Linked DNA regions of Sus scrofa: region 1 is linked to region 2. A link is a contact called in public HiChIP or PLAC-seq data. All regions are on one chromosome and are shown on one strand. The core of a region is the stretch at or near the end of the contact, and the rest is flanking DNA. Distances in the headings are between cores, read along the strand shown. Region 1 has its middle 34 kb from the start of DLC1. Region 2 overlaps DLC1 (rho GTPase-activating protein 7).

Evidence for each region. HiChIP or PLAC-seq counts read pairs in DNA pulled down with a chosen protein or histone mark.
Region 1: an H3K27ac HiChIP or PLAC-seq map of skeletal muscle shows a contact between it and region 2. The contact joins two enhancer-like sites. A contact is called at or near these places in 10 of 47 Hi-C or Micro-C datasets (brain, embryonic fibroblasts, fetal heart ventricle and 4 more) and 1 of 2 datasets of contacts at active chromatin or transcription factors (skeletal muscle).

The regions. Positions count from the first base shown.
Region 1 is chr17:1,668,265-1,674,561 of Sscrofa11.1, forward strand. No RefSeq gene overlaps it. Among named protein-coding and RNA genes, the nearest start is that of DLC1, 34 kb to the left of the region's middle. Within about 2 kb of position 1,822, at least 12 of the 83 cell types and tissues checked have an H3K27ac peak or open chromatin away from gene starts, as enhancers often do.
Region 2 is chr17:1,549,892-1,556,257 of Sscrofa11.1, forward strand. The region is part of intron 1 of DLC1 (rho GTPase-activating protein 7); the gene reads right to left. Among named protein-coding and RNA genes, the nearest start is that of C17H8orf48, 57 kb to the right of the region's middle. Within about 2 kb of position 4,645, at least 1 of the 83 cell types and tissues checked has an H3K27ac peak or open chromatin away from gene starts, as enhancers often do.

The DNA.
Region 1 (6,297 bases), core at 572-3,071, 120 kb after region 2:
AACTTGTTTTTAATTCTAGATTTTCTAGAAATATTTGAGTTTTTAAACCACATGTATGTTTTGTGTATTTCTTTTCTTTTTTTCTTTCTTTTTTTTTTTTTTTTTTTTTTGCTTTTTAGGGCCACACTCATGGCATATGGAGGTTCCCAGGCTAGGGGTCTAATAGGAGCTACAGCTGCTGGCCTACGCCAGAGCCACAGCAATGCCAGATCTGAGTCGCATCTGCGACCTACACCACAGTTCACGGCAATGCAGGATCCTTAACCCACTGAGCAAGGCCAGGGATGGAACGCGTAACCTCTTGGTTTCTATTCGGATTCCTTTCCGATGCACCACAACAGGAACGCTGTTTTGTGTATTTCTTAAAGAAACATTAAAAAAAGTCTGCTACTGAATTTCCCTTTGTGGCGCAGCGGAAACGAATCCGACTAGAAACCATGAGGTTACAGGTTCCATCCCTGGCCTTGCTCAGTGGGTTAAGGATCCTGCATTGCTGTGAACTGTGGTGTAGGTCGCAGATGCGGCTCAGATCTGGCATTGCTGTGGCTCTGGCGTAGGCCAGCAGCTGTAGCTCCTATTAGACCCCTAGCCTGGGAACCTCCATATGCCCTGAGTGTGGCCCTAAAAAACAAACAAACAAACAAAAAGTCTGTTATTGCTAATTAGTAATAGAATTTCTGAAACATTAGATATGTTCAAACATTTTTAATTATGATACTGTTTTTCTTAATATATCTACCTAATATATCCATCTATAACTACTCAGTAAAAATGTGAATGTGATAAAAAGTATATCTGTATTCCAAATAGAAATGGTGCCATTACCTTGGAAGAAAAAAAGCAATAGATTTAGAATTGAAAAAGAAAAACACTGGGATAATTTCCTGGAGTGTGCCTCAGTTGATAATTATTTATCTTATTTGTATGTTCTTTCTTATTGCTAGGCAATTGGGATATTTATACAACTACATCATAGCTTTTTATTATTATGTGCTGGAAACTTTGATAATAAAATGAGAGCTCATCTTGCTTGCTAAACTCAACTGAGAACAACTTTAGTAAAAAAAAAAAAAAATTGGAAGAATTAAGGAAGCAACCAGCCAAACACTAATAAAAATCAGATGCACTATAAACTGCACAAGATCTGAATATAATCTGTTCTTTGTTAACATCAAATAACTATTCAGTAGCTTGAGATTTCAATTCACTATATATCAGGGATATTCAAAAGTTGTTAGTGATGAATCACATAGCAAAGTAAATTAAGGCTACTAATCGATTATGTTTTATATATTGCCATTTCTTGATGTCAGGTTATCCATTCACTTCTGGATGATTTTTAATTGAAATAAACTTGTATTAAGGTTAAAAAATATGATCTTTATTATTCAAGATTATTTGTAGCAATATGTTCATATGGTTGGCACTTTTTACATTCCAGAGCATTAATATTGCACAAACTGAATTGGCATGCACTTATTTCTTGGCCAATAATAACTTCCATGGCATGTGACTATGAAGGCATGAACCTGAAAGCGATCCAAGAACTTTCACATCTCTGAGGGACCATGGAAAGGAACAAGCAGACTCTGACCAGAGCTATTTACTTTTTTAAAAAAGTAGATATTTATTAAATGTTTACTTGGATCCAGTTTCTGCACATTTAAAACATGCCCTGGAATCAGGATGATATACTTTGACATTGATTTTGGTTACTTTGCCCTGGGAAGGTGCTATAAAATCCAGAATCCTTGGGTTGATTTCTTCTATTTTGACGTCCTTGTTTTTCCCTCTGACCTGTCACACAATTTCCATTTTTGATCTACATAATTATGCAATTCTCAAATAATGTTCTTAATGGCCAACTGCAAGAGAGAGAGCACCCAGTATTTAGGCAAGGGTACTTTCTGATTAAGTTATCCTTTAATTGATCACCCCATGTTTACTCTAACCCACTTTATTACATTGGAGATAATTGTATATGACCTCCAAATTCTCAAATGTCACATAACGATCTGGTGATGGCTGGGACATGGAGACGGGGATGGCATACTCTAGGAGGCTGGCCTTGACCAATATTTATTAACTGCTTTCTGTGCCTCTTTCAGTTAAGATGTATCAAGTTCACAATTTTTGCATGTTGCAGGGAAGCGCAATTTGGAATAATATCCATTAGAGTCAATTGCTGTGGAATATGTTGCCTTCCCCACATAGTTACACACTAGGAACTTTCAAATCACAAAACATATAGGCGAAAACATATGGAGAACTGGGAAAGGAGAAGGAAGAGGAGGGGGAGAGAAAAGGATATATGTGGATGATGATGATCTCCCTTAACTTATCAAACATGGTAAAGCAGCCATCTGAGAGTGCATTTCATTTCTGAAATCCTTAGAAAATATCCTTAGACGTCAACCCTTTACTTGAAGATCAAGCTGTTCTTTCTCACACTATTTTTTTCCATGCATGATATGCATGATTGTAACTTAGAATATGCTGCAAGTATTTGGGTTAATGGAGAGGTGCTCCCAAAGCCCCTGGACTTAATTTTTAAAACATTTAAAACCTAATTTTTAAAAGGTTAAATTACTGCTCCTACAGGGCATCTTTTTCCAGGCACCCTCTTAGATGGTTGCTGGATTTCCATGGGTGTTGAGGAAGGGCATGGTCACTGGCTTTGCCAAGGCCCTTGGAGATCTGCAGTCAGGCACCCTTCCTGGTGGAAACCAAGCTGGTCACCAACTCCTGTACATCCCTAACACTTTATGTACTTGGGAGATCTTATTATGACTTATTATGCTATTCTTAAAATGTCTTTTTCTCTTGGTAATTAATGCAAACTTTTGAAATGTCCTTGAATAATTATTTTTTAAGACTTGTAAACATAGGGAATTCCTGGGAAACTACAGCGTTGTTTAATTTTGGCAAAGATGGACTAGAATGTGACCTTTTAACCAAGTAATGGATTTGAATTTCATTTCATTTTGAACTGGTATGAGGTACAGGAGGTAATTGCCATCTCATCATTTTAAAAGGTGTTACTAAAAATCTTACTTGGACACAGGAAGCTAGATTACACTTCTCTATTGAGCCAGTTGATTGAACTTTATCAGGCAAACTCACAAACTCCAGTTTGAAAAGTGAGTGAAAGAAAAACCCCAAATGAAACAGTCAACTAATCTGTTCCTTGGTTTCCAAAATATCTTGTATCTTCCATAATTTTTAAAAAACATGTTATTGATCTGATTATTTTTGGTAGACTAGAAAATAAATTTTAACAGAGCAGTAGAACTTTTTTCAACCACGGTAGTTCTTTTCTCTGTTTTTTAATTGTAAAAATTAAATCATACTATAAAAAGCTCAATTATCCATAATGACAGAAATCTAACAAGGCTATTCCAATTTTTCCTATTCTTTGCTTATCTTTGGCAGGAGCTTTTAGTGGGCACAGAAACATGCCTTAAGTCCTTTTTAGGCTGATATGACAAAAGGAATTCAAAAAGGGAAATCAAGAGAAAAAAAAGAGTGAAAAGATTGCTGTTTCCAGCAGGGCAATCTTCCCAAAAGTAATTCCTTTTGGCCCCAAATAAAAGGGACTAGATAAGCAATTCCTCCCACCATCCTGGGAAAAGTGCAGAGCGTGCTGATTTTGCAATCCACTCAGAAAGGACTGTGGGAATTATGATACTTGAAATGTGGTCAAGGTGAGACTGTGAAGGGTCATCCATTTATTCATTCATTCCTTCACTGATGCAAACTTTTACTGAGAACCTACTATGTGGTGTACTTTGTCCTATGTACTAGTAAGTTAGAGGTGAATAAAATACTGTTTCTGGCCATGCAAAGTTAATAGTTATTTGGAAGATGTTGAAATGTGCAAACAGATAAATAACAAAACAACATGGTGACTAGAGATTACCATACTAGTGAAGTAAGTCAGAAAGAGAAAGACAAATACCATATATCACTTATGTACGGAATCAAAGATATAGCACAAATGAACCTATTTACAAAATAGAAACAGACTCATAGACATAGGAAACAGACTTGTGTGTGCCGAGGGGGTGGGAAGAGGGAGTGAGATGGACTGGGAGGTTGGGGTTAGTAGATGTAAACTATTACATTTAGAATGGATTAGCACTGAGGTCCTACTGTACAGCACAGGCAACTATATCCAGTCTCTTGGGATAGACCATGATGGAAGATAATATAAGAAAAGGAATGTGTGTGTAAATGCTATATGACTGGGTCACTTTGCTATATAGCAGAAATTGGCACAACATCGTAAATTAACTATACTTTAAAGAAGTAAAAGCAAACAAACAGAAAAAAAACCCAACATGGTGAGATTGTAACACAAGTATCAATAAGCTTGGTGGGAACAAGGGGTATGGACAACTCAGTTTGATTATGAAACTTGGGAAATTCAACAGAAAAAAAGCCTATAGCTGGCTCCTGAAGAATGAATGAAGGTGGCACAGGTAAAATGATGAAGTTATTCAGGTGGATTAGTTCTTGGGTAGGAACTTGGCAGGGCTCACAATGAAAATGAGAAAGAGACATAAAAACAGCTACCATTTACTTTCTAATGTATCAGACCCTGGGCATACTGCTTTATATGCGTTAACTCGTTAATTTTCACTACAACTTCCTCATGTTAGATATTATTATCCTTATTTTACTAGTAGGGAAAACAAACTCAGAAAAGTTAACTAACTAGCTCAAGGTCAAAAAAGATTCAGAAACACATTTGTTTGGTACTCTGGGACCAAGGAACTCATACAGTCCAGCTCTGCAGTTTTTAGACTATTAGAAAACTTAAAATCTGTCTTGGGTAGCCAAAGTGAAATACAACCTTGAGGATGGACATATAGCTTTCTTTGAAAAGAAGAGAACACAACACACAAAACCCACTCAGAGCTGGGTGAGTCCAAGAGTGGTCAAGTCAATGACTGAGAATTCATTGAGGTCAGGTGCACTATTCACAGATGGTCAGTGTGGGCTCAGAGTGAGCCTTCCACTTTGCAATTTCCGGTTAGGTCCAATCTACATTGTTTTTCATTCCACTAAGAGACAAGTTATATAGACAGAGGTCATGTACTTGGCACTTCAATTCAATAGGATTTGCTTATAGCTCTACTGTAAATAGAGCCTAGTAGTGCCCAAGATTATAATTTTAATGAGACATTGCCCTCTAGAGGTAATCTAGAGAGCTGATCTGGCATTGCCGTAGCAAGATTTAAACATTTCAAATTCAGATGCTAACGTGAAGTAAATTGAACCCATATACTTTAAGAACATTATGGTACACCAGACAAATTGCCTGTAGATACTGCTCATTGGTTTTTCAATTCACTGTTCAGCATTAAGTATTTTTAATAATATTTAAAATAAATTGTTTCATTTTTAAAAATTATTCATTCTCTGACTTGTGTTGTTTTCCCCAAGATTAGTACTCTACATATTTAGGACAATCAATTTTGTATTTGTAAAGCAAAGGCAAATCTTTATAGACCATTTTTCAATTACCCACTTGTTGACTGTGTTACAAAAATTGTTTAAGAGGTTGTAGGAACATACTTCTTTTTGAAAGACAGCTATGCTAAATGGCAAGTCACAGGCCAATTTATTTACCATGGAGTTGTGTGGAAACACTGGATATTTCTCATGGGGGGAAAGGAATACAATCTTGATGTTATACAAAGGGTGTGGGATAGGCACTAAATGAGAACTAGGTTTTTATTTAATATCAAATCTAGTATTTGACCATGTTTTTTCCTGAAATGTTTTTCTTCTTTTTCTCACTGATTTAAGGCTAAAATTAGATTTTCTTTTCTTGCTTTATATATTGCTTTTCTAGAACCTTGGCCCCAAGCAACTCGAGATCCTACTCCACACTTTCCTTTTCCTTCACCTTAGTAATCTTGAGCTTCTCATTGTTCTATCCTATTCCCTAACATCTCAAGGCGATTCTTTTTTTTTTTTTTCTCATAATGGAAATAGTCTATTTTTTAATTTTTTAAAATGATCTTTATATTTTCCATCATAGCTGGTTTAGTGTTCTGTCAGTTTTATACTATACAAGAAGGTGACCCAGCCACACATACATATATACATTCTTTTTCTAACATTATAATGCTCCGTCATAAGTGACGAGGTATAGTTCCCAGTGCTAGTCTTGAAGAATGATTTTTACACGGAAGAGGATTGTGCGGAAGGAAAGATCCAACACTTGAGTGATGACCCCCAGTTGACTCTGATTAGTTCCATCTCCATCTAACAAGTTGATATGATAAC
Region 2 (6,366 bases), core at 3,395-5,894:
AAGAGCAACATTTCTAGTTTTAACACAAGAACTATCAACACACACCATGGACTGGCTTATTGATTTCAGCTATAAACGAAATTAACTACTACGCTGGCTTTGGGTCATTTTAGTCTATTGAAAAGAACTCTGACTCCCCACCCCAAATTTCAGAGGATTCTGACTGAACATATGTCAGGAAGTTAAATATTCCCAATCCTGTAAAGAACAGTGAAATTAAGGAATGCACTAGAATTTTGGTACCTAATGCTGACCGATTATCATTCTGGATATTGTTTGGTTTCCTTAAAGGTCTGTGAGTATCTTTGAAAATGGTCAGCTTTCACATTTTCCACATTGGCATTCATTTTGCATTCAAAAGAAAATATAAAGTCCCTGAATTCCATGCATAAGTCATTATAATGTGGGAGGCTACGGAAAGTGGAAAAAACGCATAGACGCAGGCCAGAAAATTTCTGCTTTCATGGGCAAATTTGGGTTGTAATAGGGTGGTTCTGTTTTAGATGCTTTCTTTATTTTTATCCAGTGTAGAAAGACCAGGCTAACTTAAGAAATGCCACGTGGTATTACTGTGTAATTCCTAAGCCACATTTACATTTAAGCCGAGATTGAATTCTGGTTTTATTTCTTTTATGAAGAAGGAGAAAGAGTTTTATTAACCACTTGGGGAACAGATTACATAAGATTTTTCCCTTTAAGTCTTTACCATAATATTAATTAACCTATTGCACTCAACCTTTGGCAAGTAGGTATGTATTTTTTATAAGGTCAAAGGAAAACAATTCAACAAGGTCTGAGACAATCTAGCCGCACAGAGAGATTGTAAATTAGGTAGATTCAACAGACACAACTCTTCTGTTCTTACTTCTAATCTAGGTTCTTTGGACATTTCCAAATCATTCCCATGAATTTACACTGTCTTTATTTTGAAGATTTAAAATTTCCTAGCTCTCATTGTGACCGTCGCCATTACAGTTTGATGCTCATTTCACATCTTGTGGTCTGATAGATTGAAAAAAAATTATCTCAACAAGATTTCCTTTTCACACTTACTACTTAAACTCTGTAAGATTTACGGTTGAAATCTTCCTTCAGGATCAAGTTAAAAGAAGCACTGAATTATTGTTCATCACATCTGAGCATCTGAGTATATTGCCCTCATTTTCTGTCATCTGAATTGACTAGAATTTGTCCTGTAAGATTGACAAGTCTTTGTAAAAGACTTGACTTTTTTTGAGCCTTCTCACCAGGCTGCCTTATTGAAAATTGTATTTCTAACTATTTACTACTTATTTTGCAAACTTCTATTACTTTTTTTGTAATCATTTTTATGCAGTTTCATTCAGAATGAGCTCAACTGCTGAGGATTTGGATGAACGACCTGGAAAAGTGTAGGTCATTCCAGGGTGTTGATTTTATGAAGTGAATTTCCATGGGGATTTTTCACTTCTTAAATGCATGTGTTGAAACACTACTGCGTCAATATTATAAGACACTCTATGTACCTCCAATTACAGAATGATTCTGAAAAATATTTGTGAAATGTCTACATTTGCTTATTGTGATATTAGTGCATAGGATGTTTACACACAGAGGGATTTAAAATTTATTGTTTGGGTTAATTTTGTAACACAATTCTTTAACATAAACATTTTGTGGCATACAGTGTATATTTTAAAATTAATCAAAATTGATATTATTGTACTAAAAAAAAACAATTGAAGATCTTCTAGTGTGGCAATTCCTGACCTATTTCTTATATCAAGTGATAATGCTCTCCTTTGCACTTGCTCCTGAACATGCACCTTGTATTTTGACCTTACACTTGTCCTAAGGGAAGAAGAGCCTGATGGTAATCATTGTTGCTGATTCTATAGCTTGGGAGAATATTTCTATAGCAAATGAAGTACTTGTGGCTGAAATCAAGTGGGCGGTACCTTAGAACTGAGAGCAACACTGCCCACTCATAATCATTTACTCAACAAGTATTTGTTTAGTGCTAAATGAGATGCAGACACTCTGCTAAACATGGGGAATATAAACCGAAGTATGTATCATCTCATTTTATCCTTTCAGAACACAGATGATATATATAGATATGTGCACATATATATATACATATGTATAACTAAACACACACACATACACACACTCACACATGACTGACTCCTGAGTTATTTTTCAACACCTTCTCACAGATGCTGCATATTTAATAGAAGAGAAAATGAAGCCATAATAATTGTACTGCCTGTTTCTCTTTATTTTCCTAATTTCTTCTTAGGTGGCTGGAGTTATTTCTGATTTCCTTTCATTGGCATTTTTTTTTCTTTTTAGGGTCACACTGGCTAGGGGTCGAATGGGAGGTGCAGCTACAGCCCTATGCCACAGCTACTGCAATGCCAGATCTGAGCTGCATCTGCAACCTGCACCACAGCTCACAGCAATGCCAGATCCTTAATCCACTGAGCAAAGCCAGGGATTGAACCTGCATCCTCATGGATACTAGTCAGACTCATTATCATTGAGCAACAACAGGAACTCTTCCCTTCATGTCTTTCTTCTTAACTGCCCATCCCATATTAAATTTCTAGGTCATGTTCTTCTTCTACTACTGATTTAATGCTTACCTATGTGTAATAGCTACCACAAAGCATGTACTCAGTCACTGGGAGAAGGAAGAGAAGAATGAGGGAAATAATCTCCTTTTAATTAAACTGGGTTAAACTCTCTAACATGCACTCTTGCAGTAACAGAGAATCCAGCTGAACAAAGAAAAGGACATTTCTTCATTGGTCCACTTTGTTACCAACATGATAAGGGTCAAGTTGGTGAGATGGAGAGATGGGGAGCTTCAGCTTCCTAGGGGGATTTGATATTATAATGTATTTTGGACTATGCTCAGGGAGTCACCTTTGCATATATTAATTGCCACTCACTTACTGAATTGGACAATTAGAACAGAATCAACAACATATAAATAGACATGATCACAGCTTAACAGAGTCTCTCAAATGTGTATTCGCTAATGGCAAATTATATTTCCTAACAGTGAGCATTTGTGGAAATCAAAATTAAATTCATTTTCTTGATGGAGCTGTCAAAGAACAAATTGTCTAACCAAATAAATTGTGCACATTTGGGCATCTTCCACTAGCACCGACTCTTCAGTTATAACATGAGAGGAATGCTTTTCAATGTAAAATTGATGTCACATATTCAAGATTCTTAGAATCATCAATAAAGCCTAGGATTGATATGGTTATTCTTGATCACTTTATGTACATGCATGGACAAATAGCAAAAAATAAAAAATAAAAAAAGATAATACACTTTAAAAAGCATTTTTATGAGTCTAATCAAGGTAGCCAACTTTTAGTAAAAAACAATTAGCACTTTTTCTTTAACATGTTAGTGCTACTTAATTCAAATTCAACAGGGCTAGAATTAGGGAGTAGGAGAGAGAAACCTTTAATAACATGATGCAAGAATCTATCTCTGCATGATTTCATGCAGACTTCCTTTCTTTAGTGGCAATCTGTGTCTTAATCCTTCACAAAATCATTATCCATCTACTTTTACATACTTTGTCAAAGGTTGGAATTTACTCATTATGCCCCATTAGCTGTCTGTGGAGAAAAACAAACTCCTGCTAAAATCCTTTACTGGTAAATTGCTTAACGAAGCTTAAAATATGATATATGAAAAAGCTTCCAGGTCTTTAGGCTGTCTGGAAATTATCAAAAGGCTCAGTCAATTACAGAAAAAAAAACCCCATCTATAATGGACTGAGTCAGTGGAGTAAGTAGTACATCATTTTTTCCAAAAGACGCATCCAAGCCTTCATCATTTTTGGTCTTTAGAAGAAGAATGTAGAAGTAGGTACCCAATTAAAATATTCTTTAAATGTTTACCTATTTTTATGCAGATATATTAGTTTTACTGAGCTTAGAAAATTTTTTCTCCTTCTTAGCTCTCAAGAGTCAAATATGTTCCTGAAATTAAGTAAATCTGAACATTAACTCTGTCAATCCATTAAAAGTCAGCTCATCAGGAAAGGGTAAGGTGTTACAAAATTGCAAGTTATTATTTCTGAGGTGTCTTGTTTTTACCTCCACCTTTACGCTTTTTTTTTTTTTTTGCTATTTCTTTGGGCCGCTCCTGCGGCATATGGAGGTTCCCAGGCTAGGGGTCGCATCGGAGCTGTAGCTGCCAGCCTAAGCCAGAGCCACAGCAACGCAGGATCCGAGCCGCGTCTGCAACCTACACCACAGCTCACGGCAACGCCGGATCGTTAACCCACTGAGCAAGGGCAGGGACCGAACCCGCAACCTCATGGTTCCTAGTCGGATTCGTTAACCACTGCGCCACGACGGGAACTCCAGCTTCACGCTTTTTAATGTAGCCTCAGTAGTTTCTAACGCCCTTGAAGGGAGAAACCCAGATACTGGCAGTGTTTGATTTATCACTACTTCATAGTTCAGGTCAGCCAGGTTTGTAAATTCTTGGAACATTTTCTTAAATAATATGTAATTTGGAGAAATCTTGAAAACACGTTATGATATTTGCCTGATCACTAAGACCTTCCTGGGGATAATTTTCCAAGAGATCACAAAGTTAACACAATCTTAGGGAACAATAGTGAATCATGGATGTGGTAATTTCTAGATTTCTCTATTTCCATTGGGCTCTCATGTTTTATGTTTCTTAAGTACACAGTCTTCTCAATAACAGTGTTCCATCCTTTGCAGAACTCTTTGAGCATCTAGAACTACACTGTATCTTAGATATTTCTGTAAATAAATTCATTAATGAATAATAAATCATTTGGGTTTTTGACTTGATAGCTTTTCCCAGCAAATTCCCTGATAACCAAAGAAAAGTATTGCTTTTGCCCCAAATTTGTTTCACTTGGAATTTTTCATGCAATAGGAAATACCTTAGAGTTAAATTTGATGTCAAAAATTTTGTTGTCTTTTTTTTTTCTCCTGTAGCAAAGCAATAGCCTTATTATAGAAAGATACTTCTATTCCACAAGGGACATGAATTATAAAGCTTTATCGTCAGTGTGGTAAAATGTGGTTTAGCTTTAAGTGTCTTTCTATTTTTAGCTTTGCTATCATTTCTAAGAATACTCTAGCAGTAGACACAGTAATCACTAAATGTAAATAAGAGATAGGTCTACACCAGCACAGGTGCTCAGACAGCTAGGTGACAACAGGTTACAGAGATTTCAGTCATTCAATAAGTACAACTTTCACTGAAATCAGGAACATGAATTCATTGAGAATTTAGCTACTTTTGTTAGGTTAGTATCCTATCAGGGATTGATACCTCTCATATCAACTTTTGTCTTCTGTATTTAACATCTGTAATTCCCATCTTATTTTGTCATCTGCCTATGTAAATTTGAGTTTCTTTTTACTACCAAGTGTCCTCTATACCCAAGTAATAGTAGTACATTACAAACTTTTGATGACCATGGTTACAGTAATAGTAAAACCAAAAAAGCTCCCATTTATTTGGCATTTACTATGGATCAGGCCATGTATTTGCTGTTGTACTTACATCATCTCCTTCAATAATAATTATCACAAATACTTTATGAAGTGGGTACTAGCATTGTCCTAATTTAATAGGGATAAATTTTGGCAGGACTAAGTAACCAGCCCAATCTCTAACACCTATTGGTGAGCAGTGATTATTATCTCTGTTTTTAGTGAAGGCAAGATGTCTGTTAAAGAATCTTTTTTTCTTCCTGCTGATTTGCATTAGTTGCTTAGATTTTGTGTTCCATAGTTTTTTTCGCTTCTATAATGGGAATAATTAAAAATATACATAGAGAATAATATTGAGCTATATTAATAGTGAGCTGATAATATATGTAGAACACTAATCCATGATATATTGCGAGAACTCACTAGGTGTTAAATGATAATGACAATGACGTTGATGATGAGCATGATGATGGCAATGACTCCTTTAGTTCATGGCAGATCTTAGCTACAGAATCCATGGCTGAGTAAGAGCTATAGGGTCTGTCCTTTAGAGGCCCATGTTACTTTATAGATGAGTGATTTGACCACAATGAGAAATATCATGATTCTTTTTCTTGATTTGAGCTAAACTTTTTTTTTTTTTTAAAAACCAAGGATTTGTTTGTTATACTGTCTGCAACACAATTTACATGTACAAAAATCTCATCTGATGCTCAAAATGACATGGAGATATAAATATTTGCATTACCTTCCCAATTTTACCAATGAAAAACAGAAGCTCAAAGTAGGTATGGGGCATGCTTAAAATCACAGAGCATCCAATGGGAAAGATGCAAATCAGAGCTAGCTTTCTGTCTCTGTCCATGAGCTT